Linked DNA regions of Gossypium hirsutum: all the other regions are linked to region 3. Evidence: chromatin contacts called from public Hi-C data. All regions are on one chromosome and are shown on one strand. Each heading gives the region's core, a stretch centred on a gene start, on an enhancer-like site or on the middle of the called end of the contact. The rest is flanking DNA. Distances are from core to core; before and after follow the strand shown. Region 1 holds the start of LOC107951483 (SWI/SNF complex subunit SWI3C). Region 2 holds the start of LOC107951486 (TAF5-like RNA polymerase II p300/CBP-associated factor-associated factor 65 kDa subunit 5L). Region 3 holds the start of LOC107952035 (aldehyde dehydrogenase family 3 member H1).

Region 1 (4,499 bases), core at 167-2,666, 330 kb before region 3:
CAATCAAAAGAAGGTCTAGTCTAGATACTAATCAACTCACATAAAAAAAACGATTATAAAGTTCCCCAGTCAAATACAAAAAGGAACTTAAATTATATACTTTCTCAAAAGACTTTTCCAACAGTGCATCTTAAATTCAAGCTGATAAAGAAAGAACTTTTTTTTTTTGAAAGGTACAAAGAAAGAACATTCACCAAATATTAGCAGCTTGCGTTCACTACGAGAAACAGACGAAAGTCAAACCTTTGAAACTCTTCAATCCTACATCTTAATACCACTTACAGTCAATTAATATAAATAAGCTCCATCTATTTATACCCTTGATTTATAGGAAATTTGTTGAAATTAAACCCCCTAAACTTGTTTCCAGATTATTCTTTCGGCTAGCCAAAGTCAGACTCAAAATTGAAACCAGGCAAAAGTTTAAAGCATGAAGATATTAAAGAGACAGCGGAACCGAACCTGAATGCATTGGCAGGACATGAACCGTACTCCCAAACCTCTTAACAACACCACGACCCTCCATTATAGGAGGAGGGGTGATCACATACTTCTCCGGATCAACAACGGGAGCTTCCGTAGAAACCGACTGTATCTGCCCGTGCGAAACATTCTCCAAAACCGCCAGCTCAACCTGCTGATGCACCTTACTATCCCCAATCAAACCCGCCCGTTCAGATGCCACGATCGCCATTACGGAACCGTGAGGACAGTTCACGGTTCTCTTCACCACGGGAGGGAACTCCGAGATGCGAAGTCCACCGCCGGCCAGGACCTCACTCTCGCTGGAGCCCGGTAAGGATGGATCCGTGGCGACACCGGCGGCATCGTCCCCGGAGTTGTCAAGGTCATCGTTGTTCTCTTCTTCATCGTCTTCCTCCGGAACCACATCCTTTTCTTCCAGCTGGTGCTTCAATCTTCGCTCTCGCTTCCGCCGCTTCCATCTACCTCGACCATCTATCCCAAAAAAAAAATTAAAAAAATTAATTCTAGGAAAAATGAAAAACGTAATTAGGGTAACTTAAATTTTATTATCATTGGATACGGAAAATGAGAAAATAATTAAAAGAAAAAAGAGGGACGAGAGATTGCCTGAAGAAGAAGCAGGCATTGGATTGAATTAGAAGTGAAAGGTGAAATTACAGAGAGGAAGTGTGTGAAATGGCGAAAGAATTTTGTGGGGTGGGGGATTAAAATTGCAGGGACGAGAAAGGTGTAGTAGTAGTAGTATATTAGCAGAAGGAGAAGGAGAAAGAGAAAGTGAATAGGGACTTTCCTTTTCTTTTCTTTTCTTTTCTCTTCTCTTTCTCTTCTTTGTTTTGGTTCTGCCCTCTGTTTCTTAACTTTTCCCCTCCCGCACTTCACCGTTTTTCCTTTGGGATCTTGGCGTGAGTAGGCTTAGTGGGCTCACTTGGTTACCCACCAACGTTTAGTCAATGTTATAAAAGTCAAATAGGTATCGAATCTCGACATACCATTGATTTTCGATTTAATCTTATATTTAGAGATTCATTTATTCCCCTGGTTTGGACTGATATATTGACAAGTTCTCAATTCAATTGAGTTCTAATAACATTGGGTTTCATCAATATTTTTTGAATTGATCTAACCGGTCAAGGTACAAGTCCAATGAAAAGTAAAAAAATCTATTGATTAGTGAACCTAGCTAAAACCGGTTTTTATAAACTTTTTAATTATTTTTAAAAATCATATATGTCATAGAAACACAATTAAATATGAAAATTTTAAGTTTAGATATAGTTGGTTGAGTTACACGAGTCACAAATAACTGTCAAAGCATAAGTTACTCTCAATTAAAAATATTTTTTATCGACTGGATAAGATACTTTGAATTCAATAGAAAGAGCTAATTGTTATGCTCCATAGAGATCACTTATAAAAAATCTAGGATTTTCATAAAGTTAATTTGATGTGGTCACTAGGATGACACTACGATGCGGCTTTGGTCTGACAGTTGAATACAACAATTAGGTCTTCCTAGAGATTCATGTGATCATAAATTTCCGGACCAATTACAAAGTGTCACGTATCAAGCTGAAGTTATTGTAAGTCGAGCCAAACTTATCATGGTGAAAATTTGATGACATCATAATTATTTTTCTCTAATTAGTTTAAGTTAATTAATAGATAAATTTATCCCTAATTAAAAATAAAATAATTAAATGATAAAATTAAATTATTATTTCATCTTTAATCAATTAATAAGAGAAAAATAATAAATAAAAGACTTTAATTACTTGTAGAACTTTCTTTTATTCAAGTAATTAGTAGTATAAGAAGAGGTGGCCCCAAGCCATTATGCAAATTCACAAGTTCAAGAAGCCCAAAAGATCTCATCAAAATTATCTGAAGAAGTTGAAGAACTTGAAGAAATTTTGATGAACCTTCCAATCCAGTTCATATTTGGAGAAGAAGACAAAAGTCGTTTCTGAAAAAAGTTGTCTTTCGATCCAAATCAACTAAAGAAAAAAGGTCCAAACCTATTTCAAGAAGAAGTCAACATGACCCTTGAAGTAATCACATCCATCCAAGACCAAGTCTAGACAACTTTGGATTACAGCTAAATCAAAGAGAAGAATCAAATAAGTTTTCTTTGTAAAGAAATCCAGAGATTGTAACTTCTCTTTCAAAGTTATCAATAAATTTGACTTAGAAATTTCAAGTCAACTTTCAATTTAAAATTTGTGTGTATAGTTTGTTAATCAAAGATTTGGTGGATCCATAACATCGTTTCACTTAGAGAAGCTTATAATAGTTTGATGGAAGATCTTTGGGGTGAAAAAGAATGTAATGGAAGATTGTTTGGGAATGCTCTATACTTCAATGTATTCGGGTTTTCTTATGTTAGTTTTTATTTTTAAATATTTTGATATAACAGAATATTTCCTTAATTAAATTTTATAAGATCTCATGTTAAACCTTCAAAAAATAGTTTCAAGTAATTTTCAAAATTGTTTAAACATCTAAAAAAAATTATGAAGATTAGAAGCTCCTAAAAGTACTTTTAAAACTTATTTTTTGCATAACTTAGGCTATGGTTCAATACCATTAGTAAGGATACCATAACACAACTTACTGACTTTAAGGGTATTGAACCCCTTGGGCATAAGTGTCTATATATATTACTATGTATTGGACCCAAGCTTATGTGCTCTGGAACTTGGGGTGCCAAATCAATTTTTGAACATTTGGGGGTATTGAACCCCAAATGAAGAAGAACTGAACCCTAAAGCAAGAGGTATTTGAACATAACCTTAGAGTCTGGTACCTATAGCTTTAACGATTACTTTATTTAAGCAGGGTATCAGAACTTAAAGTCCAAGTAGCGAAACATAGGCCCTTACAACTGCATTTAATGTTCAAGTAAATGTCTTCAACAACTCAATTTTCCCTCTAATTACTCTAAGCGACTAGAAATCAATGAAAGGTATAAATATAACTCAAGAACATAAAAAAAGAAGACAAGAAACAAGTTCATAAAGCTTATTGTGTAAAAATCCAATCTTTCACTTATAATTTTCATATTTCTCTTGTTCACACTTGGGGTTTTATTTTCTTTCATTATTTTCAAGTGTTAGTAATTCATTTAACTGAGCTTGATTATTGTATATAACCCTTTGGTAGGCATTTCTTTTTAACTATTCATTTCTAAAATTTGTGAGAGGTCACTTAAGGTTGTGGGTAGAAAACTTTAATGGGAAATGGGTCTATCTTGTCTATTCAAAAGATAATGTTATAAAGTGAAACCTTATCCTTAAAAGGTTTCATGGATTTGGGAAACCTTTAATTTTAAAGAGCTAAGGTAATGAGTGTAAGCAATTGGGGTTGAACCACTATATATCATTGTGTCAATTTTTATTCATCTTTCTTGCAAAGTTTTGAATCACCAATTCATCCCTTTCAGCACAATTAAGCTTTACATCTTATGGCAAGCAATGAAAAATAGATTGTTAACGAATGTCACACGGATGCAGAGAAGGTATGGTAGAGGATCCAACGTGTTCAATTTGTGGAGTAATGAAGGAACTAGTCTTACAAGTTTTGAAAGAGTGTCAAGAGATCACTAGACTTTGGAGAAGTTTATTGGGATCCAATGGAGTTAATAGTCCTTCTTCACGTTTTTTTGGTTGAATGGCTTATTGGTAATTTGAGGATTAATGTTGGTTTAATATGGGGTAAAACCATTTGAAATATTCTTTGCTACTGTTATTTGTAACTACGTGCATGCGTGCGCAATAAACAAACGATTTTATAAAGCAAATTTAAAGTATGGTTTCACTGCAAGCGTATAAGTTAGTTGTAATATTTATAGTTCTAATGGAACACGAAGTATCCAAGGGGTCAAACCCAAAAGAGACAGCGATTGAGTGATAAATAGCATATATTATAGAGTTTAAGCGACTACTTGTATTATTTTATAGTATAGCAAATCATAACAAGAAAGTTTTGCAAGAAAATTAAATATGTTAATCTAAGGA
Region 2 (4,634 bases), core at 465-2,964, 390 kb before region 3:
AGTGGCAGCAAACTACCAAATATTCACAGGCCTTATGCTTGTAAAGTTCCTAAATACAAAAGCCATAACAAGGTATCGACTACTAAGAACCCTTTCCACCAATTAGCAGTCAGCAGTATCAAAATTGAAACAGCATATGTTAAAGACAGATAAGAAACTATACCTCCTACAGCTAATCCAGTAACACAATCAAGATGGCCTTGCAAATCTTTCCATTTAATTCTGCCCTCTGTAAGACCATTAACCATGTCTGTTGCACCATTTGCTTCTTTTCCTGGTAACTCATATTTTTCCTGTGTTTCGGTTCTTTCCCTGGACAACAGACACAATTTCCCAACAACCATACATCGACCTCCATTCTCATCATAACTTGCACCATCCAATTTCACCATTTTATCAAACTGAGGTTTAATAACTAGCTCCCTAATACATTTCCACACATCTCCCGCTAGTGAACGATTCTCGGGATCAAGATCCAAGCATTTACATAGAATCTGCTGCAAAGATGCACATTCGGCACCAAATTTAGTTCCCAATAAAGAACTCACTTTCTCCATCAAACTTGTATAGACACTTGAACAATCTATTTCACTATTTTCACTTCCTTTCACAATAATATGGCACATATATTCAACCCATTCATCACTAAAGACATCCTCATTGACAATCCTAAGAAGAATACAACTTAACAACCAAGCATCCGAGCTATATCTTATTGGATATTTCAAGCTACAACACTCTACCCCAATACCCTCTTTCTCTAACAGCTTAAGCAACACCTCAGGGCTAATAAACACATCCCTTTTCAACAAATCTTTAAACAACATACCGATTTCTCCATCACCAATCTTGTTCCCACTAAATCCAACATTTGCAACAATATCTTGAATTCCCCTTCCAGTCAATAACACCTCATTCAAATCAAGATATATATGCCCAAAATCATCCAATTGAAAGCAAGAAAAGCTCAAGCAACCAGCAATCAACCCTTCTTTATGTAAAGAAATGACTGCCTCACACATTTCCATACCCATCAGTGCAAAATTAAAAACCCCTTCTTTCTCAAAACACCCCAAGTCCTTATCCAAAAAGTTCCCCCATTTTTGCTTCTCACTCACTAAATACAGAACCCCATCCCCAAGATCACCCCACAGACCCAAAACTCTACAAATTCTACAATTTTGCTTAGTAAAAGCTCTTAAAACTAAACCCAAGTCCTCTCTTTCCTCTTCTTTCATTTCACGCAAACAATCCATAACTCTCACGAGATATCCAGCCTTAAACAAAGAACCATCCTCCTCGCCACTTGAAAAAGACCCAACAGGCAAAAGGCTCACTTGGTCTCTCTCAACGGTATCGTCACGGAGAAGGTAGCTTTTCCAGTTGGAATAAAACTCGTCGGACCAAGAACGAGGGAGGAAAGGGAGATTGGAGACATTTTTGGATTTGTTGACGGGTTTTCGGGGATTTTCAGAGCCGCCGGGGATTAGTCTAAGGAGGTCGATGTTTTTGGGGAGAGTCGTGGGGCCCTCCGGTGGGTACTTGACGAGCACCGTACACGCGGGGCATCGGATTGCTCCCGGGAGTTTCTTAGGGAGGTTTAATAGGCATGACTCGCACACCGTGTGGCCACACGCGAGCACACGCGGGATCGTGCACGCGCCGTCGTACGGTTGCAAACAGACTGGACATTCCGGTAAGTCCTGCGACTCCATCGCCGCCGGGCAGAGAAAAAAGAAAGAAGTTTCGTCTTCTTAAAAAGCTGTACCCTCCCAAAAAACACGTCGTTTCACTTTGACCAAAATCTACCTTCTGACATTTTTACCCTTACAGTTTCCAAATAATACCAAAATCACTCTCCTTTACCAGCAGTTCGTTTTCTCTGAATACATCTTTCTCTGAAATTTGACGTATCGATATCGCAACGGAGAGGGACCGGCGGCGTACGGCGGCGCATTGAGGGTTTAAAGAGCATGGCAGGATCAAGAAATTCAATGCTCTATTCGTTTCTTCTATTTACCGTCATTCTTTCACTCCAAATGATGTATCGAGGAAAATTAGCGTCCTCAGAACTGTTCACCATTCTAGGTGGATTCATCAGCTCATTCTTGTTTCTCGTGTCACTAACAGTGAGTCCTAGAAGTCCCGAATTGGATCCTTTTTCTTATAAATTCATCGCCTGGATTCGCAATCCACTGTTTTATACGATGCATTTGCCATTGTTTAAAGCTCCGACAGAAGTCTGAAAATCTGACGTTATTCGAGTTTGAGACATATATAACATGATTAAGCATGATAAGATCTTTTTCCCTTGGTTATTTCAGTTCATTGGGAATTTCCAGTAAGCATTTGGGATGAGAACTGGCTGGGGAGCTGGTGAGTATACATAGCTACTTTCGTTTTTTGCCTTTTTAATTATTTATGATGAGATTTTATTCAGAAAGGTTAGGAGGATGAAGAAAGATGCTACAGATCACAATAAAAAAACACGAACACAATATGTTTAAGAAATATGCAAATTGAGTAATAGACATGACCGCATGAGAAGTTCAATGCATATTTAAACATGTTAGCATATGCATACCATTCTGCTCAATCTAAAGCATTTATCACAATTTATGTTTTGCTGGAAAACGCTTACGACAGTTGTAAGTAAAATATTTTCAGAATGCATTTTCAGTTAAGTTACCTGAAAATACCTCCAGGTGAAAGTGTTTTCCCTAACAGTAAGGTGCTACTTTCTTCAATGGCTATTTAATTAGTAATATATATATAACTATGTTTGAATGGATGTCATATGAGGATCCGACAATTTAAGAATGCATCCCATCGAAATTTTTGGTGAATCCAACATCTGGCACGTGAAGGTGTCATTGGTAGTGAACACTACTGTAGAGATGTACGAGTCGGATAAAGTGTTGCAGCAATTCGAGTTCAGGCAACAAATTTCAGTGGCACCTCAAGACCTCGATGATCTACATCCTATCGACTTGCAAGGGAGGATAGATGAGAATAGGTTGATATTCCACGCACAATATATCAACATGTGGAACAATATGTACGAGTTTTTACCTACTAGCGAGGTCATTGTCGTTCCAGAGCTAGCCTACGATCCGAAGTACATACAATGGTTTAGGGTTTATGGCAAGTTATACTTGTTAGGGGAAGAGGCGAGGAGTCGACAACCACATACGAGGAGGTCACGACAGGCGCCTATACATCCAGGGTCTAGCGAGGTGGGTCCGTTGTCAGCACCTACACAAGAACCAACACCGATAACCGCACCACCCCTAAGTCAGTTTGTCTCGTCTTATTCTGGTGCGTATACTAACCCTGTCATTTTCACACAAGCATTATATATTTCTCCACATTTTTCTACTTTTACTTCGATGCTAGGTTTTGTTTTTGGACCTTTATCCCTGGTGTATTACATGCTGATGCCATCGATATTTTCGACAACGACGACGTATGGGCCATCTATGATTCGGGCACCGACCGAGAGTCCAATTGCTATGTCATCGATGTATGGGACACAATATAGTTATACCTCTATTCCGATGGTGCCTCAAACACCTCCAGGATCATTGTTCTACCAAGGTGGATCATTTTCCCAACCACATATTCCTAGACAGGAGGATGCACGGGTAACCGAGGAGCAATCAGTCGCAATCAACCACAAATGAAGGTGAAGAAGATGAGAGGCCAAGACCACAACCTATACCGGAGGTCGAACCAAGAAGGAATCCGTCTCGCAACCGCTGGTTAACCCGATGTAACACATATTCTAATCGGGGATTAGATTGATTTACTTTATTATTGTACTTCTTATGTTCACATTGAAATAAATATCAAACGTTTTTATTGTATCGATTTTGTACATTATTATGTTTTTAAATCAATATCATTTTTTCATTAAAGTTGGTCTTTATTATCATTTCATAATATTAAATCAAGACTGTACATGAATAATGGAAGAAAGTTGTATAATTTATTGATTTGTATTGTATGACAAAAGCGCGTGTTTAATATTTCAACAAAATTGATGTTAATGATGTGTTATGCTTGTATCATCACTTCGATGTGGACATAATGGTATTGTATGGCCCAGGTTCCTACACCACCTGCATAATCTCGGTTGGTTTGACTTCTCATGAATATTCATGTTGTCACGTATTTGAGTCAACGTCGGTCGACTTTTTGGTTTACAATGCAATGATCTATTGGGTAACAACTTAAATGAAGCACTCGATACAAGCTACCACTTATATTCATCTAAGACATGTGAGAATACATTTCTTCTATTTACCGTAATTCTTTCATTTTGACCTCTCGAACAAGAACATATGTCGACGCCCAAGAGCCTTTATCTATCCTTGAAAACTCCACATATAACTCGAGAAACGGTGATCCACTGTCAATATGCGCCTACACCATTGCCTCTAACCCTTTCGCACCTTTGATATCGAAAGTATCATATTTAAAAGGGTCGACCGAAGCACAAAATCAATATTTAAGGGATGATACTCTCATTCGGTTGGATTTGATGATTTTCAACCTAATTATTGTTCAAAGTTCTAACAATTGTATGTTCTGGTTAAAAGTTAATCGCGTTGTTTTCTCTGATAAAAAAACCA
Region 3 (4,470 bases), core at 566-3,065:
AGGCATTTGGCTCAAATAATGTTTCTTTCAAACAAGTGGCAAACAACTGTGACTATAAACAGATGACAATTTTCAAAAACCTCCTTAAGTATTCATTGGCGATAATCAAAGTTCATTTAGCTTTCATGCCATTATTAAGTATCCCCACATTAATTAATCAAAACTACAATTATCCTCACAGCAGTAGTCTATCTCAGTCAAAGCTCCAATCACCAACTTATAATTATTCAAAATAACAGTAAATAGCAATACATCTCTCTATCTCTTTCTTTTTCCTAAATCCTGTCCACCTACTGATATACATTCCTGCATTGAAGTTTAACCGTTACTTATTATTCTTAATCCTGATCTCTACTAAATATGGGCAAGCGCAGGGACTATCTACCCCAAGCCCAGACATATTCCAAATAATTAATAATTTTGAAGAATCTTCACTGATAAAAGTATACTATAGAGGCTGAACAAAAAAACAAAAAGGGCCAAAAAAGAAAATATTTCTTACGATACTTACATCATGTGGCTGGAGATTTTAACCATGTGAGCAAGTTGGATTAGAAATAAATATTCGAGTTCTAGTAGTTTGGAACACTGCATATATCTAGCAATCATTTAAAGTCAGAAAACTGATCAACCGTTTTCAAGAAAAAGTTAACTGTTAGCATGCCATAAATGCTACTTGTGCCCATCAAGATTTCAATTCTGTCACGTATTTAAACACTTCTAAAACCTTTTCACACCAGCAACAATAGAGAGAGGATTCCTAAAACTTCCCAACTGTTCTCTTCATGTATTTCACGATTCTCGAGTTGGAGCTTGACACGAAACAGGGTCTCTCATAAAAATTTATAATATTAATACAAATGTATATCTAGACATGAAAAACTAAATAAACCCCCCAAACAGCACCGTTAGCTTTAAAGACAAAGTAGTTGAAGTTGTTTATCAGTAACCAAATAAAGCCATCAAATCTATTTTATGAATATTCTAATCTGGAGACTGGTCAATAATTAATAACAAAGTTTTAATAATTTAAAATTGAAATTCAGATTCATTCAGTAACCAAGTCCAACAGTAAAGTTTTTATGATTAGATATAATTAAATGCCAATCAAGAATTGTCCAGAGCTGACTTACAGCCGCCTATAGACTTTGTACTAAACAACTAATGCTACGTGAAATAACTTCATTGAATTCTACTTCTCATCCATTTTAAAATTTAATTAACTAAAAAACAAATCCAAAATCAATTTTTTTTTAAAAAGAAAGAATAACAGGAAAATAAAATTTCAAAATTAAAAAGAAATCAAAAGATTTGACCTCATAGATGGAGGATTCGAGTTCCGGCTTGGAAAGATCATCGTGAAGAGCAGCAACGATTTGCGGCTCCTTCTCTTCCATCATCTTCACCATGGCATTCAACTGAGTCAACCTCCATTCGTAGCTTTTAGTCTTTCCGGTTGCGAAGCTAGCTCTCAACTCCTTCACCAACTCCTTTGCCGACTCCGTACAAAAAACCGGCTTGTTCTCCACTTCGCTCGTCATTATCGTCCAAATAATCAATCAAATACGCTCCAACTATGAATCTTAAAAAAGGAACCGCAGAGAACAAGAAAACAAAATGAGGATTTTGAATTGATTGGACTCTGCCGGCGTTGATAATGATGATGTCTTACGTCACCTTTTCTTTTTCCTGCCAATATACTCAAAAACAACGAAACTGCGTATGATCGTAAATAGATCTATAGCACAAGAGCCCGTGACCCGGGCCATACCTCTGGCGTTTTCCTCAGCTGTGATCTATTAAGGTAAACCTTCACCTTCTGATGGGGGACCTATACAACCGATTAAAAAGATAAATTAATTTTTCTTTTTAACTTTGGACTTTTAGATTTAATTTTGAATTTAAAAATGTAAATAAATCATACCTGGAATGTTAAGTTGACGTGAATTTCAATATAGTTCTTGTCTTTATAAGAAAGCAAGATTTAAAAATATAAAAAAGAAAATTAATGGTAAATTCCATCTTTAGTTAAATAATTATTAGTGTATTTTTCTTTCGGTAACTAAGTTATAAAGACTTTCAATTTCACCGTTAATATTTAATATTTTCCATCTGGTTTTGTTCTGATGTAAAATGTTTTTGGATATGATGATATCATATTTCATAATTATTATAATAATATATTTAGTTTTCAATATTTACATATTTTAACAATTTAATTTTAATTTTAAATAAATATTACATTAAGCTAAAAAAAATTCAATTTCATCAATAATTATATCATATCATATCATATATTATATATTTTTTGAAGAAATATCATATATTATATTAAAAGGTCTTCAAAAATAATTTTATGTCGCGTGTTTAAAATGATGACAAGTCGATAGTGTCTTTATTGGACACGTAAGCATTTTATTTATAACACCCCAATATCCGACCCTATCGTCAGGCCTGAGTTACAAAGTGTTACATTTGTTGCCAGAGCAACTACAATCAATAACATCCAATTAATGTCAATATACCTTTAAATACAAGTAATTCATGCTAATTAAACAATGCATTATCATTTTCGGGCCTTAGACGAGCCTACAAAAGCTCTTTATTAACTCGAGATTGAAATGGATCAAATTGTAAATGATACAAAATTTTGAATTGATGTCGCGACTTTGGGGAGCTCCTCATCGGGACGTGACTTTCTGACTAGGGTTCGTTTGTAATACCCTATACTTGACCCGATTGCTGGGTTTGAGCTACAGTGTGCCACATTCGTTGCCGGAGCAACTACGATCAAATTAAATACAAATTCACGTCATCAAGCTATTATTCATAAGAATTATAAACAAACAATACAATAGAGAATCATTCTTGGGTCCTAAACGAGCTCACGAAAGCTTTTAATTTAACTCGAGATCAAATCAGGACTGAATTGTAAAATTTTTAAAATACGGGGTTGATGTCGTGACGTCATCATTACCATATCGTAACGTCACCAAACAATTTATCATGTCACAACGTCAGTCTCCGCGACGTCACTCACTGTTTGGCCTTGTTGAGACGACAGTGTTTCTCGTCTCAACGTGACATTATAAGCCATTTCTTGTCGCGACGACATGCATGTGATGTCACGATGTCACATACTATTTCTGCAATACCAACTCACAACTTGTGTTTTTAAGATACACCAATGCATATTCAATTTAACCTTATTATTTTCTTCTTTTTGACCAAATGTACAGTAAAAATAGGTTCCATAATAAGCCATAAAACTTTCAATTCATATCAACATCATGTTCTAACTACCTAATACTTCCAATCATCCATTCATTCTCACTAACTTACCTAGTATTCTTATTATTCTAGATGCAAACCTATACATATTCATTCTTCACTTTATAATTAAGCTGCCATTTCATGTATCATTCCCTAACAGCACCATAGCAAATCTAAATTGCATATCATGACATATGACATATAAACCATTTATTAAGTTCATTCATACATTTCATTCAAGGTACCATTACATATCTCATGCCTTAATCAGACTATGAGAATTCTAAGTTGTATACAGATAAAGGCATATACACATCAACCACATATATCATTTTTAAAACATCAAAATGCAATATTTAATTATAAATACTATTCTATCCCAACAAAACTTAACCTATTAGGTGCATGCCAACTATAAACATAAAAGATGCACAAACATTGCTAAGTCGGGTTTAAATTCTGGATGCTGAGAAGACCTTATCATGATCTACTATGAATCTAAGTTACTTACGCATAAAAAAAACAAAACCTTATGCTGAGCAAATCGCTTAATGGTAATTTTATGATTCAAGATATTGGATTACAAGTATAAGCTAATATGAATTTATTCAATTCAAAATCAAAGCATGAGTATTACTTTGAACAATTCCATACTTCAAATGCCAATTCAAAGCAATTATACCTATATTCATGTTAACATAGAATCCATTGTATATGTATATGCAAATTAATACAACATTTATCATCCAATTCATAAACAAACTAGTTTAATATTCAACCTCATCAATTAAGTAAATATATCCCTTTCATATTGATGTTTCAACTGTTTTTAAGCTTAATGGCTCTTTTATACATGCTCGGACCCCAGGGCTCATTTTCAAATCAAATGAAATAATATCACATTTCATAATTCCATCACATTTCATTACTTTACCCGTTTAACAATTCTTGTGTTTATAACCCCATTAACTTGACACGGGCTCGGTATGGATAGACAGATCCATTACCCCGGTTGCTTGGCAACAATGACGTTATAATGATATATAATATCATTTCAGATTGCCCGACAACAATGGTTTCCTCAACTAAAGAAATTTGTCACCCCAGGTTGCCCAGTAACAATGACTCAATGTATAATGTCTATCACCTCAGATTGCCCGACAACGATGGCTTTACTCAATACTTTGATCCTATGGC

The links. A called contact is a pair of places that touch in the nucleus more often than the background predicts.
Region 1: a contact with region 3 is called in a Hi-C map of leaf, with 4 times the contacts expected there. The contact joins the promoter of LOC107951483 here to the promoter of LOC107952035 in region 3. A contact is called at or near these places in 2 of 34 Hi-C or Micro-C datasets (both in leaf).
Region 2: a contact with region 3 is called in a Hi-C map of leaf, with 1.9 times the contacts expected there. The contact joins the promoter of LOC107951486 here to the promoter of LOC107952035 in region 3. A contact is called at or near these places in 2 of 34 Hi-C or Micro-C datasets (hypocotyl and leaf).

The regions. Positions count from the first base shown.
Region 1 is chrA02:13,978,352-13,982,850 of Gossypium_hirsutum_v2.1, forward strand. LOC107951483 (SWI/SNF complex subunit SWI3C) reads right to left here and starts at 1,417. Exons shown (of 7, transcript XM_016886546.2): 1 at 1,093-1,417; 2 at 463-957. The coding sequence starts at 1,111.
Region 2 is chrA02:13,921,888-13,926,521 of Gossypium_hirsutum_v2.1, forward strand. It overlaps LOC107951486 (TAF5-like RNA polymerase II p300/CBP-associated factor-associated factor 65 kDa subunit 5L), which reads right to left and starts at 1,715. Exons shown (of 6, transcript XM_016886552.2): 1 at 164-1,715. The coding sequence starts at 1,715. It overlaps LOC107951487, which reads left to right and starts at 2,820. Exons shown (of 2, transcript XM_016886553.2): 1 at 2,820-3,318; 2 at 3,397-3,917. The coding sequence starts at 2,820. The coding sequence ends at 3,683.
Region 3 is chrA02:14,306,811-14,311,280 of Gossypium_hirsutum_v2.1, forward strand. LOC107952035 (aldehyde dehydrogenase family 3 member H1) reads right to left here and starts at 1,816. Exons shown (of 10, transcript XM_016887275.2): 1 at 1,317-1,816. The coding sequence starts at 1,541.